Linked DNA regions of Sus scrofa: region 1 is linked to region 2. Evidence: chromatin contacts called from public HiChIP or PLAC-seq data. All regions are on one chromosome and are shown on one strand. Each heading gives the region's core, a stretch centred on a gene start, on an enhancer-like site or on the middle of the called end of the contact. The rest is flanking DNA. Distances are from core to core; before and after follow the strand shown.

Region 1 (5,800 bases), core at 1,914-4,413, 78 kb before region 2:
TGGTACAAAGACTGTACTTTTAATGCTGTCTCCCCTTCCTGTGTGCTTGAGTGTCCACCCTGCTGACTGGATCCTGAACTGAACATTCCAAAGTAATCATTTTTCTCCCCTTTTATGGTCCATAGTCCAATGATTTTGACAAAGGAAGTTGTATTATGAGTTTCACTCCCAAGTCCCAGCCTCAGCAAAGAACATTAAGTGAAACTTTATCTCAGTTGTCTTTCAGAAGAGCTGTTTTTTTTGTTTTGCTTTTTTTCTTCTGAACTCAAGTAATCATAATTAGATCACTCCCATGCCAATTTTCTCTGCTTCTCCTCCTCTTCCTGGTGCAGCTTTTCTCCAAAATCAGACAAGGAAAATGACAGCCTGTGTAACTTAGTTACACTTAACTACTTTATAAAAATGTTGATAAGTGAGGATGAAACTACCGGGGAAAATGAGGCATAGAAGACCTGCAGATTTCCCCTTCAACATTCTCTCCTGTTATCAAGAGTTAGCTTTAGTTTCCAGCCTCAGACCCCCTCACTTTCACAGCTCTCACTGCCCTCCCCACAAAGTGGTAATGAAGAGTAGAAAGAGATAAACATGCAGGAGTGCCCACAAAATAGTTACTTTAACAATGTCTTTGTTCATGGGAGTTTGGCCCATAGCCCTGTCTCAGAGAAAGCCCTCTACATATCCATAAGCATAAGCAGACCCTCCCCCTCAAAGCCTGAAAAATAACCTCCTCTTCTCAATGTTCTCTTGAAAACAATGTCAGAGGAAAACAATGATCAATTCCATAAATTAATTCAGCTAGTTAGACCAGATGCCAAGGAGCAGATACAGCTCCACCCCCACTCGAAAGACCACTTGGCCCCTCTGATGTCCAAAGGAACCTCCAACTCCCAGTCAATCATCCTACAAGTGTTTGTCAGGCACCAGGAAGAATATAAATGGACCTGCGCATCACCATTTCTAAAAACACGACTAGCCACAGGCAGGCCCAGGAGCATTCTCCTAAATATTTTATTTCTATAAATTAAGGCTTGAAACCTCAAGAAATTGAGTCACATGCAATTTCTAAAGTCAGTACAATTAAGTGAACACAGCCTTCCTGAATCAGCCATCATCTCCTTGCCTCTGGTTTCAGTATTTCTGCCCTAGATTTCAGACTCTTACTCCATTCTGTCTGGGTATACATGTGTCGAACATGTGACCATATCAAGGATCAGTCTAGCTGTAACATTACCTCCACTGGCCCTGACTTAGGCCTGTTTCGAGTCTTCATTACTAAGAATTAATTTTACAAGAATCTTAAGACTTTCCACTTCAGGGAAAAAAAAAAAAAAAAAAAAAAAAACCACAGGTTTCGCATATTGGGATTGGAGGCAGGATGCAAGGTTTTAAGTTTATCCTGCTACAAGTGTATCATCCGAAGATGCCCAAGAAGGAGCTTTCTGTGAAAATATGGAATGGACTATTCCCAGGTGACAGGAGAACACAGATTAAACAACTGATTAGACTAATAAACTCTGAAACTAAACACAGCTGTTCGTTGAGATCCTGCCCTGATTTCCCCAGTTACAACACTACTGTGTGCTCACACACGTGCCTTTGATCTGATTTTTTCATTTCAGTTTCTCTTGGGACTGGGATGGTGGGAGAGAAAGGTTGAAATCCATGGAGGATGTCTAGACACAGACATTCTATAAATCAAGCCTGAGTAAAATTCCAAAGTGACACAAAAAAAACAAGGTCTGGTCTTTCTTCCCAGAGGGGCTATTGGCTAACCCACTTTTGCTACAGCAATTAAAATGACCCATCACCCTGATTCCTAGCAATCTTACTAAAAACGGTATCTATTCCTCATATCCTCCTCAATGTAATCACTCAAAGTAGGTCAGAAATGGTGCTTCCTTCCCCACATTGATTTTCATTAAGAGGATACACTTTCTGGAACACTAAAGGGAAAGACAAACATCCTATGCAAGCACCAGATGACACCCCCTATAAATTTTTCGCACAGCCAGTCCAGTTCCCCTAAAAGCAGAAGTAAAATCTCATCCCCCCATAATTTATCATTTTGGCTCTCAATAATAATCTCAAACTTTAAAATACACAGCGGCAATGCTTCAACCAGGTGATGCATATGCACTCTACTCCTTCTACCAAAAGGAGCATATGCACTCAGTCTTTTCTAATTTCCTAGATCACCAACCCACCTCTTCCCTAAGTGCACAGTTTTTTTCTTCCTACTTCACATCCATGTTTTGGCAGAAGGATGCCAAGTGACACCACACACTGGCTTAGCAAGTCCCTGGGGCCTTATCAGCAAGCTGAGTGCAGAGGAGTAGGAAGAAGTGGTCTGTAGATACTGGGGAGTGGAGGGAGGGGGAGGGGGAGTGAAGAAAGGGGGAGGGAGGGACTGGGAAGCCTGGGGGGGGGGGTCTTAGCTGGCTTCTGGAAAAGCTGTGAAGAGATGGGTCTCCAAGGGGCTTCCCCAGTCCCCTCCCCTTTCTGAAAGCTCTCTCAGCCCCAGGTCCCTCAAGCTTGACACTCTAAGAGGATGCCGCAAAGTCCTTCAGAGCCCTCAAAACACTGGAGCGCGAAAAGCATCCCCCCAGCGACAGCAGAGCCTCACACCCTCTCGGCCAGCTTCCCGAGGCGGCAACTTCAGTCCTGGAAACCAATGAAAAGCCCTTTCCTCCAGGGAAGGAAAGAGGCGTCCGCAGAGAGCCATAAACCAGCACAACCCTCACTCCTCTTCTCCCTCTCCCTCCTCCCCCGCAAACTCCAGGTAAAAGACCAGGTGCGACTCACCTCCAAGCAAGGAGGAAGCGGGCGGCCGGAGGAGGAGGAGGGCAGGTCCCCAGCCCAGGCCGCCTGGCAGCCGGCGAGCGCCCAACAGCAGATCCAGGCGGGGCTCCAAGGCTGTAGGAGCCCGCAGTGGGGAGACCCGGCCCGCCGCCCCCGGCCCCTCCCCCGCGCCGGCCCCTGGCCGAGGAGCATCTCTGTCCCGCTGCGGGCGGTCAGCTGGCAGGCTGGAAGGCAGCCTCCCCGGGTGGGGCGCGCTCCGGCTCCCGGGCCGCGAGGGCTGCGCGCTCTGCTGGCCAGTCGCTCGGCCCCTGCCGGTCGGCCAGCTGACAGCTCGCCCGCGCTCGCCGCCCCGGCGGCCGGCGCCGGTGCTCCCGTCACGCCGGAGGGAGGGACCGCAGGGCGCGGGCGCGGCGCGGGGGCGGGACGCGGGGCGGGGACGCGGGAGCCGGGGAGCAGGTGGTGCGGGCGGGGCGGGGCGGGGCGGGGCGGGAAGCGGGCGGCCCAGCCCCGCGGGTCGTGGGGGGTTGCGCGGCCGCTGGGGACGCGAGCCTCAATAGGCGGTGAAGGGCGAGAGAGGCCGGGGTGTCCCCATAGTGTCTCCCACCCCCAGTTCCCTTGGCCCACGGGGAGGGACGCTTCGGGGGGATGGGGGGAGCCAGAGTAAAATCCAGGACATAGGGACATTATTTTCCGGCGGCTCTTTAAAATCTTCTTACTTCGCGCGTCACACAGATGCGCGCCAGGAGCATCCCTTCCTAAGGATCCAAGCTGGCGGGTGTTAGATCGAATTTTGGAGTTATTAGGATTTGCATGAAATGGCGGGGGACGGGGGAAATGAAATAAAAGTGCAGTTTGTGACTTAGTTTTCTCACCGATTAGATGAAAATAATTAAAATACCTAACCCATAAGGTTGTTGTGAGGACTATATACATCAATGCTCAAAATCACTTGAAGAGTGCCTAGCGAGGAGGGAAGCGGTACGTGCTGGAAGTACTAGTAGCCCTAATTATTGCTGCTGGTGGTGTTCCTTCCTGGGGACAACGTGTAACCTTGGGCAAGTAAGCCCTTTTGTTTTGGAGGAAGCGGTTTCTCCATCTGTATAATGACTAGAGTGTAGTTCTTTTCTCTTTCACTTAAAAGTATACTGAACTGGGTGGTGGGCACCAAGTGGTGAGCAAGATGAACACTGTCACTGTCGGGGATCTCAAGGGCCCTTTCATTCGTGCAAAATTCTGTGAATGTGCTAGTTATCCTGTAGTTCAGCAGGAGCACCCAAATTTCCGATAACCGAGCACCTGGAGAAATCTGCTTGGCAGACTCAATATAACTTGAATTTATCTGTGGCACTGTCCTTAATGTGCTTTTTAATAAAGATTTCCACAAGACATGTCAAAGTCCTCCCTTCCTCTCTCTCCCCTCTGTCTCCTGTGTATGTGTTAGTGTGTGTTCTGAGTGTAACAGTAATTCATGTTTAGTGTAAATACTTTGGAAAATACTGAAGACTATTAGAAAAATATAAAAATCACTAGGGATCCTACCACCAAGAGACATTATTAATGGTATTAGCATCTTGAGGACTTTCCTTCCTGGTACTTAATTGTGTGTGTACTGCAAATCTGGAATTATAATTTGTAACCTGCTTTTATTTTTTCCTTAACATGAATATTTTTCAAGCCATGAAAGTCTGACAGCACAGCTTAAGTAATGTATTCTACTGTTTGGATATATGTAACTTACTATTGGATATCAGGCACTGTTTCTCAAGTATTCAATATTATTAATAATTCAGAATGAATGCCCTAGTACATAATCTGCGCACACATATCTCCTTTTAATTTTCTATGATGTCTCTCTAGAATGGAAATAATTGAATTACATACTATGTGCATTTTTAAAGTTTGATTTATAGTGCACAAATTCCTTTAAAATATTTATGTTAATTTTTATCAGCAGTTTATTATGGGTATTTATTTCATAGCATTCTAGAGTATAATACCTCGGATATTTGCTATTCTGGTAGAAGAGGAAAATGCTATTTTATTATTATTTTTTAAACCTACATTATTTTTATAATTAGTAATGTCACTGAACTCAGGTTTGGCTACTTATCACTCCAAAGCCAATACTTGAGAGGCAGTGTTGGTCTAAACAAAGGGTTGCTTTAATCAGAAGCCTGGCAACCTGAGGAGAAGGCAGACTCCTGTCCCAGAACCAATTCCCCAGATTCTGCTCAGCCATGATAGTTTCTAAAGAGAAAGAAGGGAAAGAATCTTCTGGGAGTTGAGAGCTAGTTATTCTTTAACTCCTTAATTCTTCATTCTTACTTCTTTTAATCTGGGAAAAGAATCAGCAGGTTAGACCAAGTATGGTTTGCATTCAGTAGTTAGAAGTTAAGTTAAATTGCCTAGTGATCTCATTTCTATAATCAGGTTCTTTTAGGGCTAGAGGGTAATGAGAATGGGCAGATAGGGAAGGGGCAAAAGAGCTGTTTTCAGTAACAGTAATTTTTCACATATGTTTACAGGCTATATATTTCCTTCTCTTGTCAATGTGTGTGAATTTTTCACTGGCACTATTTGGCCATTTTTCCACAGAAGTTCAATTTTGTTTTATTGATTTGTAAGCAACCTTTGTAAATTTTATATATCACACCATATTGCCACAATACTCTTCTCAGTTTGTGGTCTTTTAATTTTGTTCCTGGTGACCTTTTTGCAGAAGATTGTCATTTTTGTGTACTCAAATATTGCAACATTTCCTTCTGTGATTTCTTCCTTTTTCTTTTTTGGTCTTTTTGTCTTTTTGCCTTTTTTTTTTTTTTTTTTTTTCCTAGGGCTGCTCCCTTGGCACATGGAGATTCCCAGGCTAGGGGTCTAATCAGAGCTGTAGCCACTGGCCTATGCCAGAACCACAGCAATGTGGGATCCAAGACACATCTGCAACCTAAAAAAAAAATCAACAAAAGTCATAGCTATATCCCAGTGATGGTAAACACATGGA
Region 2 (5,777 bases), core at 3,066-5,565:
TTTCCTAATATTTGCAATTTAGATTAATCTGACAATACCAAGTGATTTGATTTATATTTTGTCTTAATCTCTCATAAATTGTTAATCATTAGCAAGTTCCATGGGCAGTGGCAATAATTTAGTTTTATACAGATTCATGAAAAAAAACTATTATAATGGAAGCTCCTCCACTGGAATATATGTTCCTTGAGGGCAGAGACCTGGTATCTCTTGATCTCCACCACATTCCCTGTGTCTAACAGGGTGCCCAGCACAAAGCACACAATTGCTAAGGTCTGCTGAATGACACAAAGGAATGGGTGTGTCACAAACGTGCACACTCCTGAAAGCTATAAAGCTTGCACAGGTTCCTTGTTTCTTTCTCTGTCACTGCATATTCTGGGCAATGAATAAAAGAGAAGGGGATTAATCAATGACAAGTCATTAAATGCTAGAAGGCCTTTCACATTTGAATCTCAAATAATAATCCCTCTGCTTTTATTACTGTTGAGGCTTGTCATTTGTCTACCCTAGCTTATCACTGACAAGTCCAAGCCACAGAATTCCCATCTACTGTTGAAACTACTGGTCTGGAAATGAAAACAAAACAAAACAAAACAAAATAAAAAACAAAACAAAACAAAAACTTGCTGAACAATAGGGACATCTGCTGGTTAAAATGCAACACTCCTATCCTTAAAAATTGCTTCTAGCTGGACAAGATTCCGGTAATAAAATTTAGAGTAGCACAGAACATTTGACATCTTGCTCAAAAAACCTCCTTCTACTAGAGTAATAATAAAAGGTAACACTTGTGGAGTTCCCGCTGTGGCACAATGCGATCAGTAGTGTCTTGGGAGCACTGAGACACAGGTTTAATCCCTGGCACAGCGGGTTAAGGATCCAGCATTGCCACAGCTGTGGCTTAGGTCACAATTAGGGCTCAGATCTGATCCCTGGCTGGGAACTCCACGTGCCTCGGGTGGCCAAAAAAAAAAAAAAAAAAGTGACATTTGTTTTATTCTAGAGTCGCCCCAGTAATGGCCTTATCTGAAAAAAGGCGATCCCTCCTGTCAAAGAATAGAAATGGTTAGGTTTCTGACCTTCTGGTTTAAGAAGGTTAATTACCTTTGAACTCAGTAAACATTTAAGTATCTGCTAAGCTAACTGAAACTATAAGACAAGGCAGAGGTGGCAAATCATCCTGCCACCTCTGGGAATGTGCCAAGCTCCAGCCTCAGAGGAATATGTTTAAACTCAACATCTGCCAAAGACTGAGCCTACCGCTTACCAGCCCTGTACTCTCGCCATTTTATAAACATTACAGGCCAGTTGCTTTCTACAAATACACTCTTTTCCACACTAGTTGGATAAATGTTGTCCCACCTCCCACCGCCTGCTCTGGTGATTTCCTATCACCTTTCCAGTCCCTACTCACATGTATTCTCAGGAAGACCTGCTCTGAACTCTGTATGTAAAGTTCACTTTCAGAGCACCTTATTTATATCCTTTTTAGAACTTAGTAAATTGGCAATTATTGATGAGTTTAACCAATATATTATCCCTCTTCCTTCTATGCCAGATTATAAAGGGACAGGTATTTGAATCTATGTTCACACAGTCTCCCAATTTAGTAGAGTAACTTAATGCTTTCTATTTTGTTTTGCCCACAAATATTTCAAGGACAGAATGGAAATTTCTATCTTCACTTGCTAAAAGAATATGAAGTCTGACTTCTCCATTCTCCTAACTGGAAGAGGAACCAATTTTTGTTAATGTCCAATTAACAGCGTTCAGTAAAGATCTACTGCAAAAGGCAAGAAAGTGAAGGAGGTATGAAGTGGTGGTAAACAGGCTGAGAAATTAAAAGAAATGTAGGGACACCGAGACATTGACACATAAGGGAGGCGGGAGAGAGGTTGTGAGAAGGAGTACCATCTGAAACAGGAGAGGGCTTGGAAGATTCTGATGTGTGAGCTTAACTAAGAACAACTTGCTCATTCTTCTGTTAGCACAGGAATACCCATCAGCTCTTAGGAATTCTGGAAGACTTTCCAATGTATACCCATCAGCTGTATTGATAGGACTCAGATTGTGTAGAATGAAAAGACTACTCAGTAATTATATTTTTCATTTACTTTGGACAAAAATCCTTGCAAACGTCTCTTTTTCTGAATCATGACATCCAGGACATGACACAATCATGAAACAAGAGAACATGCCTCTAGGTATTTGAAACACTTTTATATTAACATATCAACTTTTTATAAAAGAAAGGTCATTTCATCAATATTCTGTTGCTGATGGGGTTCATGAAAGTGTTATAAAAAACCCGGAGTCCAACAAAGTTAATCATAACTAACAAATGCCTATAAATCCCTTGCCCTACACATGCATAGCCTTCCCTGTCATCAGCATCCCCTACCAGAGTGGTACATTTACTGCAAATGAGGAACCAACAGTGACACATCACTGACAACCAGTCTATAGGTCATATTAGTTTACTGTCCATGTCGTACAGTCTATGGGTTTCAATAAATGTATGCCTTGTATCATCTTTACAGCATTATGCAAAATTGTTTCTTGCTGTCTTTAAAAATCCTCTATGCTCCACCTATTTCTCTTCCTCTGGCCTCAGACTCTGGCAACTACTGTTTTTTAATTTTGTTTTGTTGTTGTTGTTGTTTTTGTTTTTTCTTACTCTCTCCATAGTTTTGCCCTTTCCAGAATGTCAGTTGAAATAATTCAGAATGTACCTTTTCTGATTAAGTCCTTTCTCTTAGTTGTATGCATTTAAGGGTCCTCCCTGTCTTTTCATGGCTCAATGACGGCTCACTTCTTTTTACCACTGAATATTACATTGTATGGATGTATCACAGTTTATCCATTTAGTAATAGATACACACCTTGGTTGCTTCTAAGTTTTAGCAATTATAATGAAGTTTCTATAAATATGTGTGCAGGTTTTTACATGGAAGTAAGGTTTCAACTATTTGGGGCGAATATCAAGGAGCAATTAATGGATCATATGGCAAGAATATGCTTGCTTCTAGAAGAAACCAGCAAACTGTCTTCCAAAGTGTCCATGCCATTGTGCAGTCCCTTTATCAACGAATGAGAGTTCCTATTGTTCCACAGCCTCATCTGCACTTGGTGCAGTGAGTGTTGTGAATTTTGGCTATTCTAAATGGTGTGCGATGTTATCTCATTTTACATTCCTTTTTGTGAAATGCAACATTTATCAGTGAGAAAATTACCCCGAAGAACAGGTAATATGTACTACTGGTGAAAACTATATACATTCGGCTTAAAATCTAAACAAATATTGTGCCGTTTGCTTGTCTTCCCCTTTCTTCGATGAATTAATGTCACTTCCACAAAGTCAGCTACATTTTGAATTCGAAAGAAATCAAGGTTGCATAACACAATTTTTTTAAAAAAGCCAAAACAGAGGAAATCACTAGGCATTATTAACATCCAAGATGTGCATATTCCCATGTTGCCTTCTTTTGACCTTTACGACTGATGCTGAATTCATTCCCATTGCGACAATGTATTGTGAGCCTACACACAGTTGTAGGATGCAAGAACATGTGTCAACTGTAATTTTTAAACTCCTGACATCCCAGTAGCGAAAGAGAAGCAGCGTAAAATAAACCACGTTTAAAAACAAGTAAACTGAGGTCAGAATCATAAAGAGTTGTAACAGGGTTCTGACCACTAAACCTTCCGAACTCTTTCAAAACAAAAATCTTTGCAGGGGTTCTCCGGAGGCTTAAAAACTCCCTAGGGGTGGGGCCGAGTATCGGTTTTGCCTGGAAAGCTCTCCAGGTAACTGAAGCGCAGCCAGAGCAAAAAAGCAGTGCTTTACAAGGCCTGCCGTGCGCTACAAAATAGCATCTTCCTAAGCTCAGAGAAGATACATTTCACCCAGAATTGCATCACATGACCAATAGGTAACACGTCTACGCGCCTACAGCAAGGCTGACCAAGTGAGAAAACCCAGACACACAATTCTTAGCTTCTATCTGCACTCAGACCCGGCTCGAAAGACGTTCCACACCGCGGCTCCCTCAGCCAAGAGCCCCAAGGTAATAAAGAAAATCAGCTGGCGGGACCCAACCGGCCCTGAGCTAGGACGACCACAGTTGCGCCCAAAAAGGCTCTCCTTCATAGTATTAGCAACGGCATGATCAGTACCGAGATTTCCTAAGAGAAGAGGAAAACAGCAGACCATAAACAAATCCCATTCAGACGGGGACTGAAGCTCCAATGACCAGGAATCTTTTTCGCGCTCCAACTTGGCCGGAAGTGACGTAAGCGTCAGGCGCGCAGAGCCGCCCCTAGAGAGAGGAGGCCGGGCGGGGGAGCGTGCGGGGGCTGGGGGAGTGGCGCGGCCGTAGCTCCGTTTCCGGTGGCTCGTAGCGCTCGCTCACTCCAGCTGCAGCCACTCTTGCCCGTGGCTGCTTCCTCCATCCTGGTATTTTTTGGAGCCTCCATCCTGGTTCTTCCAAAGTGCCCGGACCCAAAACAGGAAGTAAGTGCGATGGAACCTTCAGGTCCCAACCGCCGCTAGGGCCGCTCCGCCCAGTGGAGCCTGTCCGGCCCCCTTGCTTCCCGCCTGCTCCCGCCGGCCGGCGCCAGCTGCCGGCGTCGGGGCACCGCGGGCGGGGTCGGAGATGGGCCTTCGTGACGCTGAAGCTGCCGTCCCGCACGCTCAGGCCAGGGCCTCCCTCTCGGGGCCGGGCCTGCGGCGGTGGCGTGGGCTACAGAGCAGGGTAGCGAGCGGCCGCCGAGCCACAGCTAGCAATCGGCGGGGGCGGAAAATGGCGGCGGCTTCGGAGGAGCTAAATGGCGCCGGGACCCCTGGGGGTGGGGTGGGCCGAGAGCTTAGGCTAGAGACTCGGGCCTGGGATGGCGGAGATTAGGAAGCTCTCCTTGCTTTCTCGAAGGGTTCTTGTTTAATTTTAATATTTTCGTTAGCTTTTCGGTTTAATTATATCACCCAGTGAAGGAGAAGTGGGCTTGGATGGAATGGAGAGAGTTGGGGCGGGTCTCGCCCTACTCCACCCGGTTTTTTTCCCTTTTACCTTGTTTGCGTCTTCGACTCTACTCCCATTTTTTTGAGGTTCACTCTCGCTCACTTATTCGTGGCCCAGGCCGAGGGGATCGTTGTTGCCGGACAAACCTTCTCTGTCAGCCTGAGTCTCTTTTTGAAGGGAAAGACGGGCTGGAGTGCTGGGAGACAGACCTAACCCGGCAGAAACCAGGAAAATGCGATTGCAAACTAGGAATTGTATTTTGCCTAGTTCCAAAGAAAATTTTTTTTTGTTTTAATCTTCTTCATCCTTTAAAATAGAGTTTGAGAATCTTTTCAGGGAAACTACAACATAGATTTGAAAATAAAAGTGGCCAAGTGCCGTTCTCTGCAGTTGAATGATACAGCATGTGTTTTTGTAATAAAAACAGTTGGATGTAGATAAGGAGAGGTGATAAATCTCTGAAATATAGGTCAGGACTTTCTTTCCCTGATTGATCAATGTGTGGTTGCTTTTCTCGTAACTTGATTCATCTTCGTGTATCTTCTTTCCGACAGTAGGTGAGGCTTCTCTTTGGGCTATTTAACAAAATGCGTGTTCTGTAGGATTACTGTCTAATATTCAGTATGTTACGCTTAGAACAACACCATTTGGAACTATTTTATCTTTTACTGATTTTTGCCTTTATTTTGAATTCGTGAAAGACAACCGTTTATAGCTTTTAAGCTGTAGTTTAATTCTTCCTTTGTGTTGAAAGTT

Evidence for each region. HiChIP or PLAC-seq counts read pairs in DNA pulled down with a chosen protein or histone mark.
Region 1: an H3K27ac HiChIP or PLAC-seq map of skeletal muscle shows a contact between it and region 2. The contact joins the promoter of KIAA1324L here to the promoter of DMTF1 in region 2. A contact is called at or near these places in 4 of 47 Hi-C or Micro-C datasets (brain, embryonic fibroblasts, epiblast stem cells and 1 more) and 1 of 2 datasets of contacts at active chromatin or transcription factors (skeletal muscle).

Annotation. Positions count from the first base shown.
Region 1 is chr9:93,538,209-93,544,008 of Sscrofa11.1, reverse strand. It overlaps KIAA1324L (UPF0577 protein KIAA1324-like homolog), which reads right to left and starts at 3,163. Exons shown (of 22, transcript XM_003130217.5): 1 at 2,803-3,163. The coding sequence starts at 2,991.
Region 2 is chr9:93,461,667-93,467,443 of Sscrofa11.1, reverse strand. DMTF1 (cyclin-D-binding Myb-like transcription factor 1) reads left to right here and starts at 4,315. Exons shown (of 17, transcript XM_021063471.1): 1 at 4,315-4,516. LOC102166910 (a long non-coding RNA gene) reads right to left here and starts at 4,296. Exons shown (of 3, transcript XR_001304172.2): 1 at 4,180-4,296.